Regions from separate parts of the Sus scrofa genome. Here region 2 is linked to region 1. Evidence: chromatin contacts called from public promoter capture Hi-C data. All regions are on one chromosome and are shown on one strand. The core of a region is the stretch at or near the end of the contact, and the rest is flanking DNA. Distances in the headings are between cores, read along the strand shown. Region 1 holds the start of CARD19 (caspase recruitment domain family member 19). Region 2 holds the start of PHF2 (lysine-specific demethylase PHF2).

Evidence for each region. Promoter capture Hi-C pulls out the DNA fragments that hold promoters and counts their contacts.
Region 2: a promoter capture Hi-C map of liver shows a contact between it and region 1, with 4 times the contacts expected there. The contact joins the promoter of PHF2 here to the promoter of CARD19 in region 1. A contact is called at or near these places in 1 of 5 promoter capture datasets (liver) and 1 of 2 datasets of contacts at active chromatin or transcription factors (alveolar macrophages).

The regions. Positions count from the first base shown.
Region 1 is chr3:42,630,606-42,636,654 of Sscrofa11.1, forward strand. It overlaps CARD19 (caspase recruitment domain family member 19), which reads left to right and starts at 2,911. Exons shown (of 6, transcript NM_001244277.1): 1 at 2,911-3,037. The coding sequence starts at 3,031.
Region 2 is chr3:42,985,780-42,991,828 of Sscrofa11.1, forward strand. It overlaps PHF2 (lysine-specific demethylase PHF2), which reads left to right and starts at 2,829. Exons shown (of 22, transcript XM_021088179.1): 1 at 2,829-2,997. The coding sequence starts at 2,900. LOC106509726 (a long non-coding RNA gene) reads right to left here and starts at 3,057. Exons shown (of 4, transcript XR_002342934.1): 1 at 2,950-3,057; 2 at 1,239-1,390.

The DNA.
Region 1 (6,049 bases), core at 1,661-4,160:
TTTTCTTTTCTTTCCTTCTTTCTTTTTTTTTTGCTTTTTAGGGCCACACCTGTGGCATACGGAAGTTCCCAGGCTAGGGGTCCAATCAGAGCAGTAGCCATCGGCCTATACCACAGTCACACAGGCACCAGATCTGAGCTGCATCTGCAACCTATACCTCGGCTCACGGCAACGCCGGATCTTTAACCCACTGAGCAAGGCCAGGGATTCAACCTGCAACCTCATGTTTACTATTCAGATTTGTTTTCGCTGAGCCACTATGGGAACTCCTCTACGTAATTTCTCAGAGGAGTTCTTGACGTGGCTCAGCGGAAACGAATCTGACTAGTATCCATGAGGTCTCAGGTTCAATCCCTGGCCTTGCTCAGTGGTGTTGCCTGAGCTGTGGTGTAGATCACAGACATGGCTCGGATCCTGAGTTGCTGTGGCTGAGGCCAGGGCAGCGGCTGCAGCTCCGATTCAACCCTTAGCCTGGGAACCTCCATATGCTAAGAGTGTGGCCCTAAGACAAAACATTTCTACGTACTTTCTGACCATGCCAGGATTATAAAATTCTAAGGAAGCAGAAGTCAGAAGTGAAAGTGGCAGGGTGGGGTGCAGGTCAGGGCCAGTTCATACCTGACAGGTTAGAAGCATCGTCAGTTTGCACCATGTCCGCACAGGGCCACCAACCACTGCCACCGCCCCCCATGGTGAGCCCTAAGGGAGTGCAGGGTGCAGACTCACAGGCTATTCCCCCCTGCAATCATAGCAAGCCCTCAGCCACTGCAGCTACTCCCAACAGTGCACCCTGAGGGGACTCGGGAGAGAAGGACAAGGATACAGGACCTAGACAGCTAAAGTGCTTATCAAAGGAATAGTTTCAATGAGCCCAGACTTCTGCAACTTCCAATACCAAGAAAAGTGCTAAATTAACTTACTAACTTGAGATATCTGAGGGAGTTCCCATTGTGGCTCAGCAGGTTACGAACCTGACTAGTATCCATGAGGATGCGGGTTCGATCCCTGGCCTCACTCAGTGGGTTAAGGATTTGGAGTTGCCCTGAGCTGTGGTGTATGTCACAGACACAGCTCTGATCTGGCATTGCTGTGGCTGTGGCATAGGCCAGCAGTTGCTGCTCCAATTCAACCCCTAGCCTGGGAACTTCTATATGCTTCAGGTACAGCCATAAAAAGCAAAAAACAACAACAACAACAACAAAACCTTGAGATATCTGATTTTTTTTAATTACCTGTAATCTTTTGATGTTCCAACTACCTGGTCTTTTTTGTGAAACTCCCATATACCTTGGCTCCTCCCCTACCTCTTCAGAGCAATCTCTCAGAGCTGAGAGGCTCCCTCCAGGCCTTGAAATCCTCAGAAAGTCCATTGAATAAAACATAATTCTCAACTTTTAGGTTGTGCATTTTTTCAGTTGACGGTTTCAAAGAGGTGAAGGGGGAGCCAGGAAATACAAGAGCTTTTGCTGAAAAAAGAAAAAAACGAAACACCCAAAGTAGTTGAACATCAAAAGATTACACCTCAAGTTAATGTGCTTTTCTACATTTGCGAAGATGCTAGAATCTCCCTCAATAAAAGTATTCCTTAGATATGCATCTTAATGATCCAGGGCCGGTAACTTGTTTTTCCTCTATCTTAAATTCCCCTCGGGTGGTGGTGGTGGCGTAGTGGCTAAAGACTTGACGGCGGGTAACTTTCATTATTTACTGGGATGATAGGTAACATTTTTTGTCCGCAAAGCCATGATCCAGGATGAAAGATGCAAAATAATGGAGGTGGGGGTCAGGCCATTCCACCAGTGGACAACAGGCCCCGTCCGGGAGGCCCCTAAGTGGCCTGTGCGCGGCTTGCAGAGGAAGGGCCTGGACTTGCACTAACGCACTGCCAAGTCAGGTTACCCGGACCTCCTACCCCGTTGTCTCAAGGTCTGAGGTAGCCTGGGGTAGGACGGGGCTGGGCTCTCAGTTAAGCCAGGCCAGGTTCACTCCCAGCGTTTGAGGAAGGGACGGTGCCCGTGTGGTGACCTCCTACGACTCGGCCCAAGAATTTTGGGGTTTCCAGCCGACAAATGCACCCATTCTCCAGTTTCCTCATTCCAGGAGTGGCGGCAATGGCATGGCAGACCGTGTCCAGAAACGCTTAGCGGGGTCCGGAGCTTGGCTACCCCCACCCTAGACCAAGACAGGGTGGAACAAGAGCGGGTCCAAGGTGGGGGGTCGGGGAGGAGTGAGGAGGAGACCCGCGAGGTTGCCCCAGAGGATCCGGCGAGGGCCGGGGCTCAGGATGCAGCGGCAAAGGACATGCGCCGAAAGGGGCGGGGCTAGACTGGGGGCGGGACCACGTGGGAAAAGGCGGGGTGCGGGAGGAACTCTGTGAGGGGCGGAGCTGAGGGCATCTCTTCCTGGCAAGAATGAGGCCCAAGGCTTCCTGGGCTCAGAGAGGGGCGGGATGCAGGACTGTGGCAGAGGCGTAGTGGCGCCAGCGGGGGTGGGCTCAGTGTGGGTGGGTTTAGAGCGCCAGCGGTGACAGAGCCAAGTCAGGGCCGCCCGGAAGGGCTGGCTCGGTGAGGGGCGGGGCCGAGGGCCCCTAGCGGCGTCCATTACCACGCCTTAGGAAGCGGGGCTGCGGGGGAGGTACGGCGTTTAGAACCCTTGAGGCGACGCCGCCGACGCCGTGGGCGGGGCCTAGTGGGAGGGGCGGGCTCAGTGCGGGGCGGGGCTAAGGGCTCCTAGCGGCGTCTGTTCCCACGCGCTAGGAAACCAGGCTGGAGGGAGCTGCGGCGTTTAGAGCCCTGGCGGCGATGGCGGCGATGGCGCCGACGCCGTGGGCGGGGCCTAACGGGAGAGGGCGGGCTAAGTGAGGGGCAGGGTTAGGACTTAGTCGCGATGATGCTGGGGGCGGGGCCCGCCGGGAAAGAGCGGGCCAGGGCGGGCGGCGGTCACCGGGGCTGACGGGCAGCGGACCGGACAACCAGACAGACAGACGGCGGCAGGGGGACGGGCCGGCTGGGTGCACGCTGTGCCGCCGCCATGACAGGTGAGCGCTGTCCGGGGTCGTGCCTGACAGGGACAGGCGCGCGGCCACGGTGGCCCGTAGGGTCCGGTGTCCCGATACCACCCCAGGGGAGGCCCCTCGCTGCGACGGGAGTGACCTTGCCCGTGACGGCGGGACCGCGGCAAAGCGGCGTGCAGCCTGGGGCCAGTTTCTTGGGGGACGAGGCCAGGCCAGGCTCTGGAGGGTTCTGGGCGACAGAGGCTGGGCCTGGGATGGTTCTGAGGGGTGAGGCCAGGGCATGCCGTGGAAGGTTCTAGTGAGTGGGGGCCAGGTCTTGGGTGGTGTCGGGAAGGCAGGGATCAGTGCATGTCTGTGGGTCAGGAGATTCTGGGCTGGGGATGTGGCCTGACAGTGGGAGGTTAAAGTCAAAGGTGTGCGAGGAATACTCTTTTAGGTTCTGGGTTCTACTATGTGCTCCTATCAGGAGATAATAGACTGAGAATGGCGTCAGGTGGTTCATTCCTGGGCAGTGGTTGGTAGTCAGGGGAATCTCTGGTACCTCCCATTCTGCACCCCTTGCCCAGTGGGGACAGGCCCAGGAGAATTGTGCACACGCTTTGCGCTCCATACTGGATTGTTTAAGGCCCTCCAGCATCTTTTTCCAGGACAGGGTCTCCAGCCCAGCAACCTACACCCCCCACCCCTACCCTCAATCCACTCTACCCCACCCAGGACCTCTCTGGACCTGCCCACTGCCTTCCTGACCCTAACTGAACAGGGTGGCCCTTTTCTGTAGACCTTCTCCTGTAGGAGAAGCTCCATGAAAATGACAGGCTGGTGACAGAGCCCATGACAGTGTGGTCAGGGAATGTGGTGGCTCCCAGAAGCGATACTTCATTTCAAGGGCCCCACTATTCTGCTTCATGAGGCAGAAGTCACCTAGGGGTAGCCCAGGGGGTCAGGGAGTTCCCAGAAGTCCCTGTTCTCTCCCCAACACTCACTGGAGACCCAGCCCAAGTCCTGCACACAAATAGGATTTCTTGGGCAGGAACCTGGTGATTTCCAGGACATCAGTGTCCCAGCCGAAGCCAGAAGGGACCCTAGCAGTTATGCACTCTGTTCTCATCTCCCTGAACCCTTTTTATCTGTGGCTGCTGTTTCTAAGTACAGTTGACCCTTGAACAACTGGAATTTCAACTGTGAGGATCCATTTGTATGTGGACTTTTTTTTTTTTTTGATAAATATGTTATACTACTACGTGATATGAGGTTAGTTGAATCCAAGGATATAGAATCTTGGATCCACAGGGCCGACTGTAAAGTTATGTATGGATATTCCATGCTCAGGGGTCTATGCCCCCACCTTCACCTTGTTCAGGGGTCTGTTGTACCTCCTGTGCACCTGGGCCTTTCTGTTCAGAACTGCTATATGGGGTAATGTGGAATAGCATCTCTGTTGTGTGGCTGAGGAAACCAAGGCTCAGACGGGGCAGGTGCCAAGCCCCAGGATCACTGGGGCAGTCAGTGGCAGAGCCGGACCCACCAGTTCCACTTCTCCCTGCCATCTCTGTGTCCTGGCCCTCTAGAGACCCCTCCCCATAGAGCCATTTATTTTCAGGGTGGGAACTGGGACCAGAGAGGGTTAAATGGGCAGGTCTTCAAGGCTGCAGGCCCCAAGTTCTTGGTTCACTGCCTCCATGCATCGACAGGGGCCTGCCCCAAGTTTGTTCTGGGGCCTCAGTGATGGGTTGCAGAGTGAGTTTGTGGGACCTGATGTGTCTGCACAGGGCCAGCACTGGCCAAGTGTCACTGCAGCAATTGCTGTTGCTGCAGAAGCAGCCACTGACTTGTGGTATGCTGGGGAGTGAGCCATCTCAACTCCTTGCTTGTGGCCAGTTTCGGCATGGGGACTGGAGGGGATTCTGGGATATTCAATTCAGGAAAGGAGGCTGAGGCCCCCAAATCTGGACTTTGGTGGGGCAGAGGCCAGGGGAACTCAGGAAGGCCTCTCAGGAGTAGGACAGTGAGCATGAATTAGCCAGGTGGGAATCACAGGGACAGGTAGTCTTCTCTCAAAGATGAGATCCTGAACAGTATGGTGAGGTTGGGGGCTGCTGGGCAGGGGATGGCTCAGGGGCCTGGGAGGCACAGTGAGGGCTACTGGACCCAGCTCCCACAGCACAGGGCCCCGGGTGCCAGCCAGAGTTAACAGGTTGGGGGTCCACGGTTGTGGTGCCAGCTGGGCAGGAAGATGGGAGAGGTAGGGCTTAGCAAAGGTTGCTGCTGAAGGTCTGGAGAGTTTTGTGCCAGAGCATTCCTCTTCCTTTGTCCTGTAAAAACAGTCTGGGACCAAAGGGGTTTTCTTTCCTGTGCTTTCTCATGGCTCTGAGTGGCCGCCTGGGTGTGGTTTGTGTGCACAGCTCACAACCACCACAGGAAGCACAGGGCACGGCAGAGCCTGGAGCTTTGGCCCCCAGGCTATACCATTGTGCCAAATGACTCACAGCTCGAGGCAATGGAGGTTCCACCTGGCTAGCAGCCTGCATGATGGGAGGAATCACTGCAAGGTGCTGGCTGCCAGCCACTGCCAGGCCTTGCCCTTGAACCTTAAGAATCCATTCATTCCAAAACTCTTTAGTGAGTGCTTACTATGGGTTGGCCCTGTGCACAGGTGCACACACTGGCAGTGCTGGGCAAGACAGCTTTATATCTTGCCTGGGATGCCATGATGCAGCTAATTGTGTAGTTAATTACTAGGTTGATTAGAGAGGCAGAAAATCTGGATGTTAGGAGTTGGCCCGGATTGTGCCTGTGTCCTGGCTTTGATCATCACTTCTTAGCTGAGATCTCAGACAGGAACCTTATCCACCCCCGGGCCTCGGTTTCCCCTTTGGCAAAGGGGGGTGGAGATCATGCTTATGTTGCAGAGCTGATGGAAGAATGATGATTATCTGTATGTACAGAGCCCATGGGATGCTCAAGCATGGGGCACACTCCATGAGCTGTGGCCAATATTCTTAACCTTTTATTATTATTTTTTCATTTTTAAAAATT
Region 2 (6,049 bases), core at 1,579-4,078, 360 kb after region 1:
AAACCAAAGAGAGGAAGAGTCTGGGACCCATATTGAGACTTATTTTAGTCTGTAGTTGGCAGGCAGCCTTGGAAAAGCTTTGAGTAACAGAAGTGTCTCAGTGGACACTTCCAGAAGCAAGTTGACACAGCTATAGACAGTGGAGTCCTGGAAGGCAGGGGGTGGAGGTGGACGGGTAGGGTGGCTGGACCCATCAGAGGTCAGCAGTGAATGACTTGGAGTGGGAGGCGCCCATGCCGAATGTATGTGCTCAGGAGCTGACTGAGGGGCGGCAGAGTAGGCTCAGGCCCTGGAGAAGTCTGGGTTCCTGGCTTGCTCCTTCCTCTCACCAGCCAGCTGACTTCCTCCATGAGGCATTCAACTGCTTTGAGCCTCGGTATTCACTTCTGGAAAATGGCACCAATACTATACCTCTCCATGACACCTGTCTATATACCTATTTCTAAAGTGGCAGCGATAATGCCTAAGGTGTCAGTGTGAATGCTGAGTACATAACAATCACTACCTAGGGGATATGCTAAGCGCTTTACAAGCAGTTGGGTGAGTTCTAGTCCATGTCTGTGAAGAACTAAGCACCGTGCACTGTACCTGGTATGCATTTGATAAATGCTGGGTATCTGTTATCATTATTTGTAAAGTAGGAAAGGAAAGTGTCAGAGATGAGGGCTCCCTGCAAGTTAGCTTCCCCTGCACCATAGTCAGGTTGGTCTCCAGAAGTTTCTGGCTCTGATGGATGACTGACTGGGGGATGTGGATATTTCTAGGTTAAGTGCTTCCTGTACCACCGTGGGGGAAGGCAACTCAGCACTGCCCAGGCCCAGCTCTTTGGGTCTCCTTGCAGACTCTGATCTGCAGGCTGAGTACTGTTTATCTGCACCAATTCACATGAGGGTGATAATGATGGACAATGCTTAATAGTTACTCCTTACCCTAGGTCATCCAGGCTGTAACCAGGAAGAAGGACTCAGGACGGGAGGGTGACAGCTGGAATTCAGGTAGGAAGGCTTTACGGTGCTCCAGATCCTGAGCAGCTCACCAGGGTGTGAGAGGGTGAGGAGGGGGGGATAATCCCTTTCTTACCCCTTCTCCAGTTTCTTTCTCCCACTGTCACTCCCTCCTAGCTAAGGCCCTGCCCTGGGCACTACCAAGGCTGTGACTGAGGGATTGTCTTTTGGGGAAAGGTGGCTGACCATGTGAGGGTAGATTTTGACTCAGGAGGAGGGAGGACCTCAACTTACAATTGGAGCAAGTGGCCCTTAGCAGCTGCAGGCCTCGGCTGAGTGTCTGTTAAAGGTGCTTCTGTGAGGTGAGCTGCCCCAGGTTTCCTGCCTCAAGTCTGGAATTCTGTGCTTGTGGTGGCCAGCATCTCCCAGCAACATGCAGATTTTGCCTGGGGAGGGTGGAGAAGAAGCACAGAGTGAGAGAGCGTAGACAGATTCCTTCCTCTGAATTAGGAGCCAGCTCTGCTCTGGCATACTGAAATGAGGCCCCATGGATGCAGCAGCTAGGAGTGGGGCTGGGGAGAGCCCGCTATAGAATATGCCTTGGGAAAAAGATCCCTCAGAGCCAGGTCCCCTCCCCGTCTTACACTAAAGATCCTGACCATCCCAGGTGAGGTGGAAGGACCGCTCCAGGGCAAAGGCCCAGATCCACACTGGAGCACCTCTTCGGTGTCCCCCTTCCTCCTACATCCTTGTTGCCACCAGCAGAACTCAAGCAATTGGGGACACAGACAGGAGGCCTGGAACCTGCTGTTCTGCCTGCATCTTAGGTCTCCGGGGCTTGAGGGCTCTGACCAGGGCTCCTGGGCAGCTCAGATTCCAGGTAACTGTTTTCTCTTTATAGGGCTGACTCGTGCCAGCACGCTCCGGGTCCCCTAAATTCTGTGCTCCTCTGAGGGCTGAGCATCAAGGGAAGTCCAGAGTGAGGGAGGGTGGGCTGTCCTCAGCCAGGAATGAAGGGGAAAGAGAAGTTGTATTCCAGCCAGAAATTCAGTAGGGCGAGGTGGTGATGAGGGCACAGGAGGAACCCCCCTGGCTGTCCCCTGCCCCACTGCTGTATCACAAGAAAGTTAGAGCCAAGTAGTTGCTCCTCAGCCTTCTGAACCAGGAAGGACGCCCTCGGGGTCTCACCCCACACCCAGGGGGTCTCCCAGCCCTGCCCTTCCCCCTGGTCCCCTCAGTCCAGCCTCTCCGCGGGGACTCCCCCCACCCACCCGACGCCCCCCGCGCCCATCTTCTTCCAGGTGACGGTCTTCCAGCCACCCTCTTCCCTGGCTGGGGTTCCCAGCCCACCTTCTCCTTTGGAGGGGTTTCCCAGCCCACCTTTTCCCCTGGCAGGGTCTCCTCAGCCCCCCTTCTTTCCCTGCAGGTCCCCGACCCACCTTCTCCTGGCAGGCTCCCCGGTCCTTTTTCTCCCCTGGCAGGGTCCCCCCGGCCCACTTTCTCCCCGGCGGGGTACCCCGGCCCGCCTTCCCCGCGGTCCCCGGCCCGCCTTCCCGCGGCGGCAGCGGCGGCCCAGGCTGGCGGGCGGAGGCGGCGCCACCCGGGGCGCTGACGTAGAGGCCGCTCGGCGGCCGGGGGTCCCTTCGGTGGGGCCGCGGCTCCCCGCCCGCCGCCCCGCGCGTCCATTCCCTTTTGTGTCCCGCGCGCGGCCCGTCCCCCGCGCACACTCGCGCCCTGCGCCCCACGGGCCGGCGGGCGGCTCCCGGCGCGGCCCTGTACCGCGCGCCCCGCTTTGTGTGGACGCGCCGGCCGGGTGCGCGCGGGCTGTCGTGCGCCCCCGGCCCCGTCCCCGGCCCCGGCCCCGGCCCCGGCCCCGGCCCCCGCCCGGCCCGGCCCGCCCGGCCCGACCCGGGAGCGCAGCGCGGGCCGCGGGGCGGGCGGGCGGCGCGGCGAACATGGCGACGGTGCCCGTGTACTGCGTCTGCCGGCTCCCCTACGACGTTACCCGCTTCATGATCGAGTGCGACGCCTGCAAGGACTGGTTCCACGGCAGGTGAGCGCGCAGCCGCCCGGTTCCGGCCCCGGCCCCCGGCCCCGGCTCGGGCCCTGGCCCCCGGCCCCGGCCCGGCCCCGGCAGCGCTCCGCAGGCCCCCGCCCGCCGCCTCCCGCCGGCCGCGCGCCCTTTTGTGCCCGGGGCGGGGGCCGGGGCCGGGCGGGCGCCCCTCGCTGCCGCCGCGCACAAAGCGGGCCCGCGGGGGGCGACGGGCGGGGGCCGCGCCGGGAAGTTGGGGCGCCCGGCCGGCCCGGCTGCCTGACAGCGGGGCCGCGGAGGCCGGGCTCCGGAGGCCCAGGCCCAGCGCCCGCCGCCTCCCCCGCGAAGTTGCAGGAACTTTCCCCGCGCGGGCCCCGGAGAGTCGCGAGTGGCGGGCTCGGACGCTGGCGGGGCTGGAACTGACGTGGGGCCCGGCCAGGTGGCGGCCGGCGCGCCCACCCTCTGCCGCGGCCCGGAGCTCCGGCACCTCGTCCGAGCGGGACCCCTGCCCGGCCCCTGGTCCCTGCGGGGCCCCTGGACCCAGCCGGCCTGCGCGCCCCCGGGCGGGAGTGTGGGTGACAGAATGGTGTCCGTGTGTGGGTGCGGGTGTCGTGGCTTTGCCGCCTCCTCCCTGGCCGTCACGTTTCCCCATTCCCCTCCGCTCTGCTCCAGACACAGGCCCACCCTGGTTTTGACCTGACCTTATGCTCTCGGAGGAAAATGGGGTGGGGGGAGGTAAAGCTTGGCCTTTGCCTAAGACCATGACCTGGCCCTGTGCCGAGTTTTCAAAAGCCCGAGGCCCCCTCCCGCCCAGAAGTAAGTGGAGGAGGAGGAAGAGGAGGTGACACTGGTGCCCAAACTGCTCCAACAGGTTCTCATGTGTTTGGGCCTCAGCAGGACCCGCCAGCGGCTGGCCAGGGTGGTATGCCCTCCTAGGCTCCAGTCTGAAACCAGCAGGAGCAGGGCTGAGAGGGAGAGAGGAGCGTGTGTCGGGAGGTGGTTCCTCAGCTCCCAGAGAGGAAAAACTCCCCCCACTTTTAACTGCAGAGGAGCCAGTGGCCCTTAAATATGGGCCATGGTGTCTAGTTCTGCTAGTGGGGGAGCCAGGCAGCCAGATGTGACAGGGCTCGCTCAGGTTGGTCAGCGCCAGGCCCAAGTCCCAGCTCAGTGCCTGTGACATGGACCCCAGTGAGCAAAGGTGGGACTCCATGGGACAGGGATCCCCACTGAAATCCCCTGGGCCTCCTGGGCTGCTCTCCTGTGGATATCCAGGGCTGCGGGGACCCCACAGAGCAGCAGAGCCTTCAGTGTGAGCCCTGAAGTCTGCCCAGAACAGGGCTGCTCTGCACACCCACCAGTTGGCATCCTCTCAGAGTTCATGGCTGGATCAGGGGTGAGAGCTGCCGTATGATCCTTCATGGCTCCTCAGTTCCAGAGATGCTGAGAAGCTGGCCTCGAGTGCCCTGAAAGTGGTGGGGCCTCTCCCTCCTCCCACACTCCCATCCAGGGCGTGCCGAGCTCCCTAGGTGCCTAGGCTAGGGGAGTATGAGGGCGCAGGAGAATCTTTGACTTTCCAGCTCCCTCTCCACCGGGTTGGAAAGGCAAGGCCAGGTCTCAGCTAGACTTTGAGATGAGAAGGAGGGGGTGGGAGGAGTGAAGGGGTAGGGTGAGACCCAGGAACGAAGGGCAGGCAGAAGAGAGGGGTTGAGGGCTGGCCTGAGGAGGGCTGGTGTCATTTGCTGGGTTGACTTAGGCAGAGGCAGGGAGAGGTTGTGTCCTGAGATACCTTCAAGGGGATGTTTTGGGAAGGTCTTATTTCCTGAGGTCTCATTTCTCATGTGAGGTCTTTGATTTGATCTGGTACAGGCACAGATCATTTGATCAGCACAAGTTCATTTCCAACAATGTGGGTTCGCCCTAGGGTCTGAAAGGGGTTGTGCTTTTGCAGTGCCACGGGGCACATCTTCTCCGCATCCAATCAAGGGTCCCTTGTGAAAGTGAGCCTTGAGGCCAGGACACTTCCTGGAGTCCTCCTCTGGATGACCCAGGGGAGATGCTGTGATGCGGGAATGCGGTGTCAGGGGTTGAGTCTTTTGTGGGAGAGGCTGGACAAGGCTGCATGCGTCCCCCACAGCCCTGGGCAGGTCTCCCACCTCCTTGGCATGGCCCTTCTCTGCTGTGATAGGAAGCTATGTGATATGATCCACGTGATTCACAATCTCCAGGTATTCCTGGATGTATGACCCTCCACTCTTTGCAGATCCAGTCCCACCTGTATGGTTTACTTTACATTCAACAACCCAACTCACTTTTTCAAAGTTTGAATACTTCATAACTTTGTGTTTAGAGAGGATTTTAGACCTACAGAAGAGTTGCAAAAATGGTAGAGTTTCCCTTACCCCCACCCTGCCTCCCTTGAAATGATCAAATTCTGCTGCCAGCATGGACATTGAGGCAGAAGCACTGGGGGAGATCTGCTAACCAAACTCCACGCCTCTGACAGGTTTATTTAGTTCCAGGACCTTACATTTCATTTCACTCTCATGTCTCCTTACTCTCCTGAATATTTCTTTTAGAAGGAAACTTTGTATCATTCCCTGAAATAGAATATTAGTATAACTTGCCATAGACAGTACCTGTGAAAATAAACATAACTGTGAAAGTAACAGGCTACCTCTTGTTCCACCTGTGAACCATCCCTCCAGCGCACCCCATTTGGCGAGGATTGGAAGGGGGTCTCTAAGGTTACCCACTCACAGTGGCCAAATCTTTGCTGGGAGAACTATAGAAGCATCGCCAGCTGAGATCGTGGTTGGAGCAGAGCCTGCTCCCAGGCTGTGTCCATCTCAACAGGAAGCATTGAGTACCCCGACCAGTCCCCTCACCAGTATTTGCGGGGCAGGGAGGTGTCTCTCCACTGGGCTCAGTCAGCTAGGAAGGCGGGAGCCTGTTTTCCACCCCATCTTGACCATGGCTGGTCACTCCTGGGGCTGGAGCACCTTGTGAGTCCAGCCCTCACACCCAGTGCAGCATTGCCCAGGAATTGGCTCTGACCAGAAGGGATGGATCTTGG